Linked DNA regions of Pan troglodytes: region 2 is linked to region 1. The links are chromatin contacts, called in public Hi-C maps. All regions are on one chromosome and are shown on one strand. Each heading gives the region's core, a stretch centred on a gene start, on an enhancer-like site or on the middle of the called end of the contact. The rest is flanking DNA. Distances are from core to core; before and after follow the strand shown.

Evidence for each region. A called contact is a pair of places that touch in the nucleus more often than the background predicts.
Region 2: a Hi-C map of stem cell-derived neural progenitor cells shows a contact between it and region 1, with 4 times the contacts expected there. The contact joins the promoter of RALY here to the promoter of PXMP4 in region 1. A contact is called at or near these places in 1 of 7 Hi-C or Micro-C datasets (stem cell-derived neural progenitor cells) and 1 of 1 datasets of contacts at active chromatin or transcription factors (stem cell-derived excitatory neurons).

The regions. Positions count from the first base shown.
Region 1 is chr21:39,923,757-39,929,150 of NHGRI_mPanTro3-v2.0_pri, reverse strand. It overlaps PXMP4 (peroxisomal membrane protein 4), which reads left to right and starts at 2,317. Exons shown (of 3, transcript XM_003316863.7): 1 at 2,317-2,539. The coding sequence starts at 2,427.
Region 2 is chr21:40,196,993-40,202,641 of NHGRI_mPanTro3-v2.0_pri, reverse strand. RALY (RALY heterogeneous nuclear ribonucleoprotein) reads right to left here and starts at 2,890. Exons shown (of 10, transcript NM_001280425.1): 1 at 2,643-2,890. LOC104003558 (a long non-coding RNA gene) reads left to right here and starts at 3,621. Exons shown (of 3, transcript XR_010154372.1): 1 at 3,621-3,744; 2 at 3,899-5,029.

The DNA of each region.
Region 1 (5,394 bases), core at 1,068-3,567:
CTGGAGTCCAGTGGCGTGATCACCGCTCACCGCAGCGTTGACCTCTCCAGGCTCAGGTGATCCTCCCACACCTGTAGTTGGGACTACAGGTGTGTGCCACCAGGCCTGGCTAATTTTTGTATTTTTAGTAGAGATGGGTTTCCGCCATGTTGCCCAGGCTGGTCTTGAACTCCTGGGCTCAAGAGATCCACCCACCTTGGCCTCCCAAAGTGCCGGGATTACAGGCGTGAGCTACCTACCGCACCTGGCAGAGCTTCAGTGTTTTTTTGTTTTTGTTTTTTAATTTTTTAGAGACGGGGTTTCACCATGTTGGTCAGGGGTGGTCTCGAACTCCTGGCTTCAAGTGATCCGCCCGCCTCAGCTTCCCAAAGTGCTGGGATTACAGGCATGAGCCACTGTGCCCAGCCAAGGAACTTCAGTGTTTTTAAGAGGATATTTTAATATATTATCTAACATAGTCATTATCTTCAGAGGAAGGATGAACTGAATAAAGTAGCCTACCATCACAAAAGAAAAATCCCGGAAAACCCAGTTTCAGTGACAAAATAGGCCCAGCACAACTCCCTCCTTCATTGACCTCTGAAATTGTCCCCTGACACTGAGCAAATAACATCACTGGTAAATACGATATGGCCCAAGTACCAGGGGACACCCTCACAAGTCACAGCCACCACTCAGTGTGTAGCTGTTATTCAGTGACAACTCCACATAGTGACATCATATGTTAATGTCACCCATCAATGCTCTCGGAGATGACGACCCAAAACTATGTGTTGCTTCAACAAGCAAGTGTTGAGTACCCACCATGTGCCCAGTGTTGGGGTTACAGCAGAAAACAAGACAAATAAGATTTCTTCCTTCATAGAATTTACAGTTTGATAAGGGCAATGGACAATGAACACATAGTAAACAAGTCTAAAGTGTCAAAAGTTCTATGAAAAAAAAAAAAAAACACATAAGAACCAGGGTGGCCGGGCACGATGGCTCACATCTGTAATTCCAGCACTTTGGGAGGCCGAGGCGGGCGGATCACAAGGTTGGGAGTTTGGACTAGCCTGGCCAATATGGTGAAACCCCGTCTTTACTAAAAATACAAAAATTAGCCGGGCGTGGTGGCATGCACCTGTAGTCCTAGCTCCTCAGGAGGCTGAGGCAGAAGAATCCCTTGAACCTGGGAGGCAGAAGTTGAAGTGAGCTGAGATCACACTACTGCGCTCCAGCCTGGGCGATAGATCCGAGACTCAGTTTAAAAAAAAAAAAAAAAAAAAAAAAAGAGCCAGGGTAATGAATCAGAGTGGACAGTGCTACTTCAAATTGGATGTCTCAGAAAGTCTCTCTGATGAGGTGGCATTTGAGCTGAAACCTGAAGGATGAGAAGAAACCTGTCATGGGAAGAGCCCAGGATGGCGAATATCAAGCAGGGAACCAGCAAGTGCAAAGGCCCTGAGGTAGAAGGGTTCTTGGCCCAAGGAACAGAAAGGAGGCTGTTTGGCTGGGAAGCAGTGAGGTGGCAAGTGCTGGAACGTGGGGTCAGAGGGAGAGGCAGGGACCAGATCACAGGAGGTCTTCTCTCTTGGGCCTTGGGGAGGAGTTTGGATTCTAAGAATAAGTGGACGCCGGCTGGGCTCACGCCTGTAATCCCAGCACTTTGGAAGGCCGAGGCAGGTGGATCACCTGAGGTCAGGAGAGCAGCCTGGCCAACATGGTGAAACCCCATCTCTACTAAAAATACAAAAAAATTTGCCAGGCATGGTGGTGGGTGCCTGTAGTCCCAGCTACTCAGGAGGCTGAGGCAGGAGAACTGCTTGAACCCTGGAGGGTGGAGGTTGCAGTGAGCCGAGATCGCGCCACTGCACTCCAGCCTGGGTGACAGAGCTAGGCTGTATCTCAAAACATACATACGTACATGGAAGCCATTGAGGGGCCATGTGACTGACACTCTGGGAAGATTGCTATGGTAAAGGATATCCCAGTCAGAACTATCTCGCGTAAAGATGGGGCCCTGCTCCTCCCTGTATCATCACCTGTCGCCCATCCCATCTCTAAGCAGGGCCACTCCTCATTCAGGAGCCCTCCTTCCAAGTACACGCCTCCTTCCAAACCCACTCGTGAACCCAACATGGACCAAGGGAAAGTGCCTTCTGATTGGACAAATCGTGTGTCTGTGTGTGACCTTGGGCGGAGCCCACTGTGATTGGCTACAAGCTTTCCTTTCTCTTCCAGTCAGACAACTATTTCGATGAGTGCTATTGTCCCATGAGACAAGTACGCTCTCTGATTGGTCTTCCATGCATGAGTGACGCAGAAACAGCCTATAGACGCCACGAGTCGGCGGCGCTACCGAGGGGCTGTGGGCGCGCAGCTGGAACCTCCGGCTGTCAGTGCGCTTACAGTTCCTCACCCCGACCCTGCGCGCAGCCCGCACTATGGCAGCCCCGCCGCAGCTAAGGGCTCTGCTCGTAGTCGTCAACGCACTGCTGCGCAAGCGCCGCTACCACGCTGCGTTGGCCGTGCTTAAGGGCTTCCGGAACGGGGCTGTGTGAGTGGGGCCGTCGGGCCGGGCTGGGGCTGAGGGATGTCCTGCCTGGGGTCAGAGGCGCGAGTTCGAAGTCCGATGCCGCGGTGCTGTTTGCCCTGGAGCAGTCCTCGTGTGTCTCTAAGTCTCGGAGGTCACCATCTGTGCAATGGGAGCTGGATTTTGGGTTGCGCGCCTTCCCAGCTCTGAACTGGGGCTCCCACTGCACATTTTCTGGGTCTTCCAACCTTTGCAGCCTGGCCCTCTTGCTTTGACTCCTCCCATGCCAGCTTCTGTATCCCCTCATTTGGGTTCAGTTCACCTCGCCTCTCTGTGTGCCTTTGGGCCTCAACGGCCTCATCTGCACAATGGGGAACTGGACTCTGGCCTCTAGCTGGCAGGCGGATGCCTCCTGTCTATTCTGTCCCCATGAAGCTTGCCCATGGGCTTGCATCCTGCTTCTCACTCCTCACCTGTAGGACTCCAGCGCTAAGTCCCATTCGGCTCAGGGGGCTCCTGGGACGTGACAATGAATGTAAAAGAAGCTGCAACTATCCTGGCATCTTACCTGCAAGAGAGGTCTTGGGGTCATTGCCCTGGCTGGTGCCTAGAGGGGAGCTCAGTCTCCTTTAAACCTAGTGCATAACAGCCACCATTTATTGAGGGCCTATAGTGCCAGAACCGGGGACAAAGCAGAGAACAAACCAGAGAAAGTGGTTTGTGTCCCCCAGAATTGGCATCCTAGTGGCAACGTGGGATGGTGGGAAGGATGTGGATGCCTTGGCTTGAACCCTGGCCCCACCTACCCATGTGATCTGGAGGAAGTCATTTAGCCTCTCTAAGCCTCAATATCTGTAAAATGGGCATGGTACTAGTACTTATACTATCAGGATTGAGTCAATATGTGTGAAATGCTTAGCACAGGCTGGCCACGGTGGCTCACACCTGTAATCCTAGCACTTTGGGAGGCTGAGGCAGGCGGATTATCTGAGGTCAGGAGTTCGAGACTAGCCTGGCCAACATGGCAAAACCCCATTTCTACCAAAAATACAAAAATTAGCCGGGTGTAGTGTCACATGCCTGTAGTCCCAGCTACATGGGAGGCTGAGGCAGGAGAACTGCTTGATCCCAGGAGGTGGAGGTTGCAGTGAGCTGAGATTGTGCCACTGCACTCCAGCCTGGGTGACAGAGTGAAACTCCATCTCAAAAGGAAAAAAAGAAAGTTTCATGAGGCCATAACTTTATCTATTTTGTTCCTTGGTGTATTACTAGCACCTGGTATTTAGTAGTTTCTGAAATATTTATTGAATGAATGAATAAGTGTGCAAGATCAGAATTGCCATTGTCCCCATTTTCCAGATGAAAAGGCTGTAGCTCAGAGGTAGACCCATTGCTCATGGCCACAGCACTTGGTCACGGTTGGAGCCGGGATTCAAACCCAAGGATGCCTGGCACCAGTGCCAGGCTCTTGGCTCCCATGGACACTCAAGAGTCAGGTAGAACTGGTTCCCACTGGGTCTGGCCAAGGGCATATCCTTGATGTGCCCTGAGATAACATCAGTAACCCTTTTGCCAAGTTGTTTTTTTTTTTTTTTTTTTTTTGAGATGGAGTGTCGCTCTGTTGCCCAGGCTGGAGTGCAGTGGCGCAATCTCGGCTCACTGCAAGCTCCGTCTCCCAGGTTCACACCATTCTCCTGCCTCAGCCTCCCGAGTAGCTGGGACTACAGGCGCCCACCACCACGCCCGGATAATTTTTTTGTATTTTTAGTAGAGACAGGGTTTCACCGTGTTAGCCAGGATGGGCTCGATCTCCTGACCTCGTGATCCGCCTGTCTCGGCCTCCCAATGTGCTGTGAGCCACCACACCCAGCCTTGGACACAGGTTTGATTCCAGTCTTTTGTTTTTTCAAACAAGCCTGCAGTGAACATTCATGTATATTTGGGGAGACAATAGTATGTGGCTCATGACCATTGTCTCAAGGAGGCTGTCAGGATTTTTAGACCTTGTAGCCTGGTAAGACCAGGGTTGGGTACCTGGAGAACTTAGTCAGGGATAGGGGTAGGGGTGGAGGTGTCCAATAAAGAAGAGACACTAATATTGATTGACCTAGGAACTTTTATATGTGCGTAACTGCCAAAAGCCATTCTGTAAAATGGAGAATACCTTTTGTTGATGGGAAAAGGGAGGTTCAGAGAGGTTAACTAATTTATCCAAGTTCACATAGCAAAACATGGCAGGGCTTTGGCACCAAATACCACTGTCTTTCTACTATTCATCTGAGTATAGTTAAAACAATGAAAGTAAACATGGTCTTGTTCACGTCATTCCTAGATCCCTAAATGAGGAGGGGAAAGGAGGGGTGGGGGAAGAGGTTTGAATCTTAAAAAGAGGCAATTATGTAACAATTATGTAACATTTAAAATATTTAATAATTTTAAAAGCAGTACTTAATCATAGATAATTCTGGAAGTCTAGAAAAGTTTAAAAAGCAAGCAAAAATAAATTATATCTATTATATATTCCTCCAGTGCAGTGGGCATTGCTAATAACAGTAGCATATTTCCTTCCAGTTTTTTATTTTATTTTATTTTTGTTTTTGAGACAGAGTCTTAGTCTGCTGCCCAGGCTGGAGTACAGTGGCATGATCTTAACTCGCTGCAGCCTCTGCCTCCTGGGTTCAAGAGATTCTCCTGCCTCAGCCTCCCGAGTAGCTGGGATTACAGGTGCCTGCCACCACACCCAGCTAATTTTTGTAGTATTTTTAGTAGAGACAGGGTTTCACCATGTTGTCCAGGTTGGTCTCGAACTCCTGACCTCAAATGATCTGCCCACTTCAGCTTCCCAAAGTGCCAGCCTTTTTATAAATGCATTTTTACAA
Region 2 (5,649 bases), core at 1,641-4,140, 270 kb before region 1:
ATGGGTACAGAATTTCAGTTGGGGAAGATAATGGACAGTGATGATGGTTGCATAACCATGCGAATGTACTTAATGTCACATAAATGTACACTTTGAAACGGTTAAATGGTAAATTTTATGTTATATATATTTTACCACAATTTTTTTTTTTTAAAAAAAAGCATGCCAGCTTTAAGGTTATACTGTCTGCAGTCTGAATACTGCCATGGCCACTTACCAGTTACATGACCCTGAGGCAGGTAATGTAACCTCTCTAAGCCTGTTTTTTCTATAAAACAGGGATAATAATAGTACTTAATTCATAGGTTGCTCTAAGAATTAGTAATATAGTCCATAAAGTCCTCAGTCCATTGACTGGTGGTACACGTTAAGTACTTAATAAATTTAGCTATTATTACTACCACTATAAAGCACTTTCATAGCCATTTTCTTAACAATCCCCACAACAACCCTATGAGTTTACAGATAAGGAAACTGAGGCTCAGAGAGCCACAATGAGTGGCTCAGTTTATGATGCCAAATCAAATCCTCTGCTCCAGAGAGGTGTCTTGTCCTCACTACTTACTCATTCTGTCATCTAAGGCAAGTGCTATGCTGTGTCTCCATTCCCTCACAGTAAAAAAAGAGACATAAACCAAGCTCTGCAAACTACCTCACAGAAATGGATTAGAAATTAAATCAGATAATGGTTATGGAAGAGTATATAAGCCATAAACACATAAAACCGAAGCGGTGACTTACGAGAACTAGTACACCTGTGCTTAAACCTGGCCTCCTCTTAATACTAACCATAAGGCACAGAAAGTGGTGGGGACTATAAAACTTCCTTGGGATTTCCAATTACTCAGGATTCCTGACCTTAAGACCTGAATAAGTGGTTTCGTGCCCTTTTAAGAAGTGGCAAGGTATGGGAGAAATAAAAATATTACTGGATTAGGAGGAAGAAGACTGGGAATTTTAGTTCTCACTCTGACACTAAGGCAGTCTGAATTCAGACAACTTACTTCCCCTTTCCAAGGTTCAGTTAACAGGGAAGCGGGGAAAGGCAGATATGAAAAAGTTGGACCAGATGGTAAGACCCCTTTCAGCTCCCACATAGGACTCGTAAATCCAGAATCCTGGCCAGGCACCACAGACCTACCAGACTCCAAAGAACTAATGTGAACATCAAGAGACTCCTCAAGACCTGGCCCAGAAACTCCCTTGCCTGATTTTTAGACACTCCCTCAAACCGGATCACATTGAAAAACTGGAACATTTGCCAAAGTTAATTTTAGTTCACTTTAACCACTCTGGGCCTTATCTGAAAATAGGAGTAATATTTGTTTGAAGGCAGATGACTTGAGCTACTCCCCCTAACCCCCATCAAACTAGGATCGATAAATCTAAACACAGAGAACCTGCAAGGTCTGGGAGGAGGAACACACCACACACAAACTAAAGGGTGGATCCCACCGTTTACAGTCTCAAAGCTTCCTTGAGCCAAAACCCCAGGGAATTTGAGTTGTGTCTGAGACCTGGAGTCTGCATCCATCAACTTCTAACTGCCGCAACACTAGCAAGGAATTCATCCAAACCTTTCCCTTTAGAACTATGGTAACCCCAGAATGGGATTTCATCCATAGTATAGTGGACAACGTACCAGAAGTCAGGGAAAACCCAGAGTTATGCCCCTAATTAAATGGTGTGACCCAAGGCTAGGTAAAAATGCCCTCTGCACTAAGAGATGATACATGCTCACACCAGGAAATATTAATAAATAATAGGTACTGGCACCACTCCTTTGCACTTCTGTGGCTACTGTGACTTGGAGAAAATTACTTGACCCCTCTGCGCCTTAATTTCTGCTTTTGTAAATGAGGATAAACCAGAAGGCCGTTGTGAACATTAAATGAAGTAAGGCTTGGGAAGTTCCTGGGTGAAGTCTCATTAAATGTTCCCTGTCGGTGTTAAACACTTCTTTCACATATTAGTTCCCTTCCTGAATCCACGAACACCCCGCAAGGCGAGTTTCCTTCTTTCCCCCCACGTCACCGAGAGGCAAACTAAGACTCGGCCGCCAAGGAGGCTGAGTGAAACGCGGATACGGCCCCAGTTCGAGGGCCCGTTGTTGTTTCTCTCCGAGCCCAAGGCGTGCAAAGAGCCCAGAAGAGGCGGGAGCCGAGGCAGGACAAGCTCTGCGCGCCTCCGGGAGCCCGTAGACCCAGCCCGGGTAGGAGAGCCGGAAGCCGCCGCGGCCGGGCCCGCCTGCGGCCTCCCCGGAGCAGCCTCCGTTCCCCTCCCTCCGCCCCTCGCCGGGCGGGGCGGGGCACGAGCACAAAAGACTCCAACTTCCGAGCGGGCGCGGGCCCACCCAGCCAACTACTGGCCCAGACTTGGCCCGCGGAGGGAGCAGACAGGGAACGCCGGGAGCAGGACCGGGCGCGGAGGGCTGGGGCCGGGGACCCGGGGCGGCGGGTCCGAGTGGGAGAAAGGAGCGGCGGAGGGGGCCTAGAGTTACTCGGGCTCCCGGGACTCCCCGAAGGGCAGAAATAAGTTTCTAAAAATAGGCAGCGGCCTGCCTGAAGAAGTGGGTGAACGGAAAGGCACAAAGCACACACCCTCCCCGCACCCCTAAGGAGACGCCCGCAGCCCCCACTCACCCGCGCCGAGAGATCTGGAGGAAGCCGCGCGGCTGGGAAGGAGGCGGTACTGCCGCACTCGGGGACGTAAGGGAGGGAGGAAAAGGGCGGCTGCGGCGGGAAGAGGCTGGGCACACGCGCGGGAGTCGTCGTCGTCGTCGTCGCCGTCGCCGCCGCCGCCGCCGCCGCCGCCGCCGCCGCTACCGCCCCCTCAGCTTCTCTGGGTTCCGCTGCCCCGAGCTGGCGCCGCTCGCGCGCCCCGCCGCACTGACAGCGGCGCGAGCCCCGCAGCCGCGAGCCCTGCCCTCGGCCGGCACCACTGAGGCGCGCGGGGGTGGGGGCACCCGGAGCGGCTCCCCGCAGCTCGGCTCCGCCCGCCGCTCCGGCCCTGGTTCCGGGCTCTCCTCCTTCTCTGTCTCCTGGGAAGGACACGGTGACACGAGCACGAGGAGTCTGCAGCCCCGCCCAGAAACAGCCCGGCTTCCCAGGCGCATGGGCTCTCCCCACCCTCTCAGCCTGGCTTTGGAAAGGTCCAGAGCTTCGGCGGGGACGGGAGGAAGGCGGGGCCAGGGTGGGGCCTGAAAGGGAGGAGGAACTGAGACGCGGCTTGGGGAGGCGGGGCTGGGGCGGGAAGAGGGCAGCTTGCACAGGTTTGGAGCCGAAGTAGGGGCGGAGCTAAGATGGTGATGGGGCCCTGGGAAGAGGGTCGCCGGACAAGTGGGGAAGGCCGTGCAGGAGATGGAGAGCCGGGAACCAGGACAGCGCTTGAAAAGAGATGCTGTGGGCGGGGCTAAATGGAGAATCGCCCAGAGGGCGGAGCCACGGGTGGAGGGAGGCGGGGCTGAAGAGAAGCTTAGAGTGGGAGGAAGATGGAAGCGGGCCTGAAGGAGGCGGGCCCGGAAGCAGGGAGGGGAGGAGGGGCCCCGGGGGTGGCTACTCTGGGCGGGTGCCGGAAGGAGGCGTGCCCCAAGGGAGGACTGAGGGGTGGTGCTTGAGGTGGGCGGGGCCTGGAGATGGCGCTCAAACCTGCAGGCTGCGGGCGGTGCAGGAGGGATCCGGAAGAGACGAGGCAGGAAGAAACTCCTGGTCCTTTCGCTTTTAAGGAACGTGGCACCTAGACAGGGTGAGGGTCGCTCTTCGCTGCCTAATCTGGGACTGGGCGGAGAGGCCGCGCTAAGGGTGATCTCCGAAAAAGATGCAGGAGATGTTTTATAACTTGATCCAGGTGCTGGTCCTCTCTCCTACACATTTCTTCTGTCGGGATTTCTCACTTTCAGTGTTCCAGCCTCCGGTGAACCAGTCTTCCTAGTGAGAGCACGAGAAGCCCGTTGTCCTTCATTCCTCAGCTATGGATTTCCCTGAAAGTTGAGAACTGACCATATTCTCGATGCCTCCTCCGACCTGTGATTTCATGATTCACATCGCTTCCCCAGAACCTGCTTAACAGACGGGATTCCTGAGAATGGAGCAGAGTTTGAATTCAGAGTCCTGGCTTTGCCATATCAGCAGTTATAATTGTCCTTCTGTTGTTTGATGACCTCCCTGCCCTGCTTCAAAAGGAAGAGAAATCAAAGAGTTGACGACCCTGAGCGCAAGGCCTGGGACGTTCTTCCCCAAACTCGCTTTAATATCACCTTCTCAAAAGAACTCTTCCCTGAACACCTTGTCTCAAGATGTTCTCTAGTTTGTCTTCTTGTTCTGTCATTTATTTGTCTGTTCATTGTTTGTGTGTTTTTTGAGGCGGAGTCTCGCTCTGTCGCCTAGGCTGGAGTGCCGTGGCACGATCTCGGCTCTCTGCAACCTCTGCCTCCTGGGTACAAAGCGATTCTTGTACCTCAGCCTCCCAAGTAGCTGGGATTACAGGCGTGTACCACCATGCCCGGCTAATTTTTGTATTTTCAGTGGATACGGGGTTTCATCATGTTGGCCAAGCTGGGCTCTATCTCCTGACCTCAGGGGATCTGCATTTGAGGATAAACCCTGTCTTGGCTCCTCCCTGACGGGGGTGAGAAGTAGCCCTCCTGGAATTGCCTCAAAGCCCCCGGTTATCACCAGTGTTCTCGGTTGCAAATTACGAAACATAAATAAACTCAGACTAACAGATGCAGCAAAGGAATTTATCAGGAAGGAATGGGGAGCTCCCAGAACTGATGGGAAGGCTGGAGAACCAGGCTCAGAAAATGCACTGAAGTGGTGAGCGCAGAGGCTTGAATGTTGCCAGGACTCTCCTCCCAGTCCTTTATCTCTTCTCTCTGTATGCGAGCTATTCTCCTCAAGGCTAGGCACGTGGCTGCAGCAGCGCTCACCACTCACAACTCTCACCCGTTCCACCGGAGAGAGACTGAGGATTTCTGCTTCTGGTCTGAAGGACAAAGTTTTAGGGAAAAACTTTGATTGGTCCAACATAGGTAAGTCCCCGTCCCTAGACCAATCATCTATGGGTGGAAAACCAGGTGCTGTGACTGGCCCAACTTAAGCCAGGTGCCATTCTCTAACCAATACCGTGAATAAGGAAGTGGGACGTACAGGGAGATGGCAGCCCCATCGGAACCATATGGTCAGAGAAAGATGCATTTCCCAAAAGATGGAGTTCATGCTCTGGGGCAGATTGCATAATAGATTTTTACTACACCTGCCCCAGAGTTACCCCCAACCAATACATTACTTACTGCCCAACTCTCATCATTCCTTCTCTGCTCAAAACCCTTCAATGGGCTGGGTGCGGTAACTCACGCCTGTAATCCCAGTACTTTGGGAGACCGAGGTGGGGGGGATTACTTGAGGTCAGGAGTTCAAGACCGGCCTGGGCAACATGGTGAAACCCCATCTCTACTAAAAATATAAAAATTAACCAGGCGTGGTGGCAGGCACCTGTAATCCCAGCTACTCAGGAGGCTGAGGCGGGGTAATCGCTTGAATCTGGGAGGTGGAGGTTGCAGTGAGCCGAGATCATGCCACTGCACTCCAGCCTGAGACACAGAGAGAGACTCCGCCTCAAAAACAGAAAAACAAAAAACAACCTTCAATA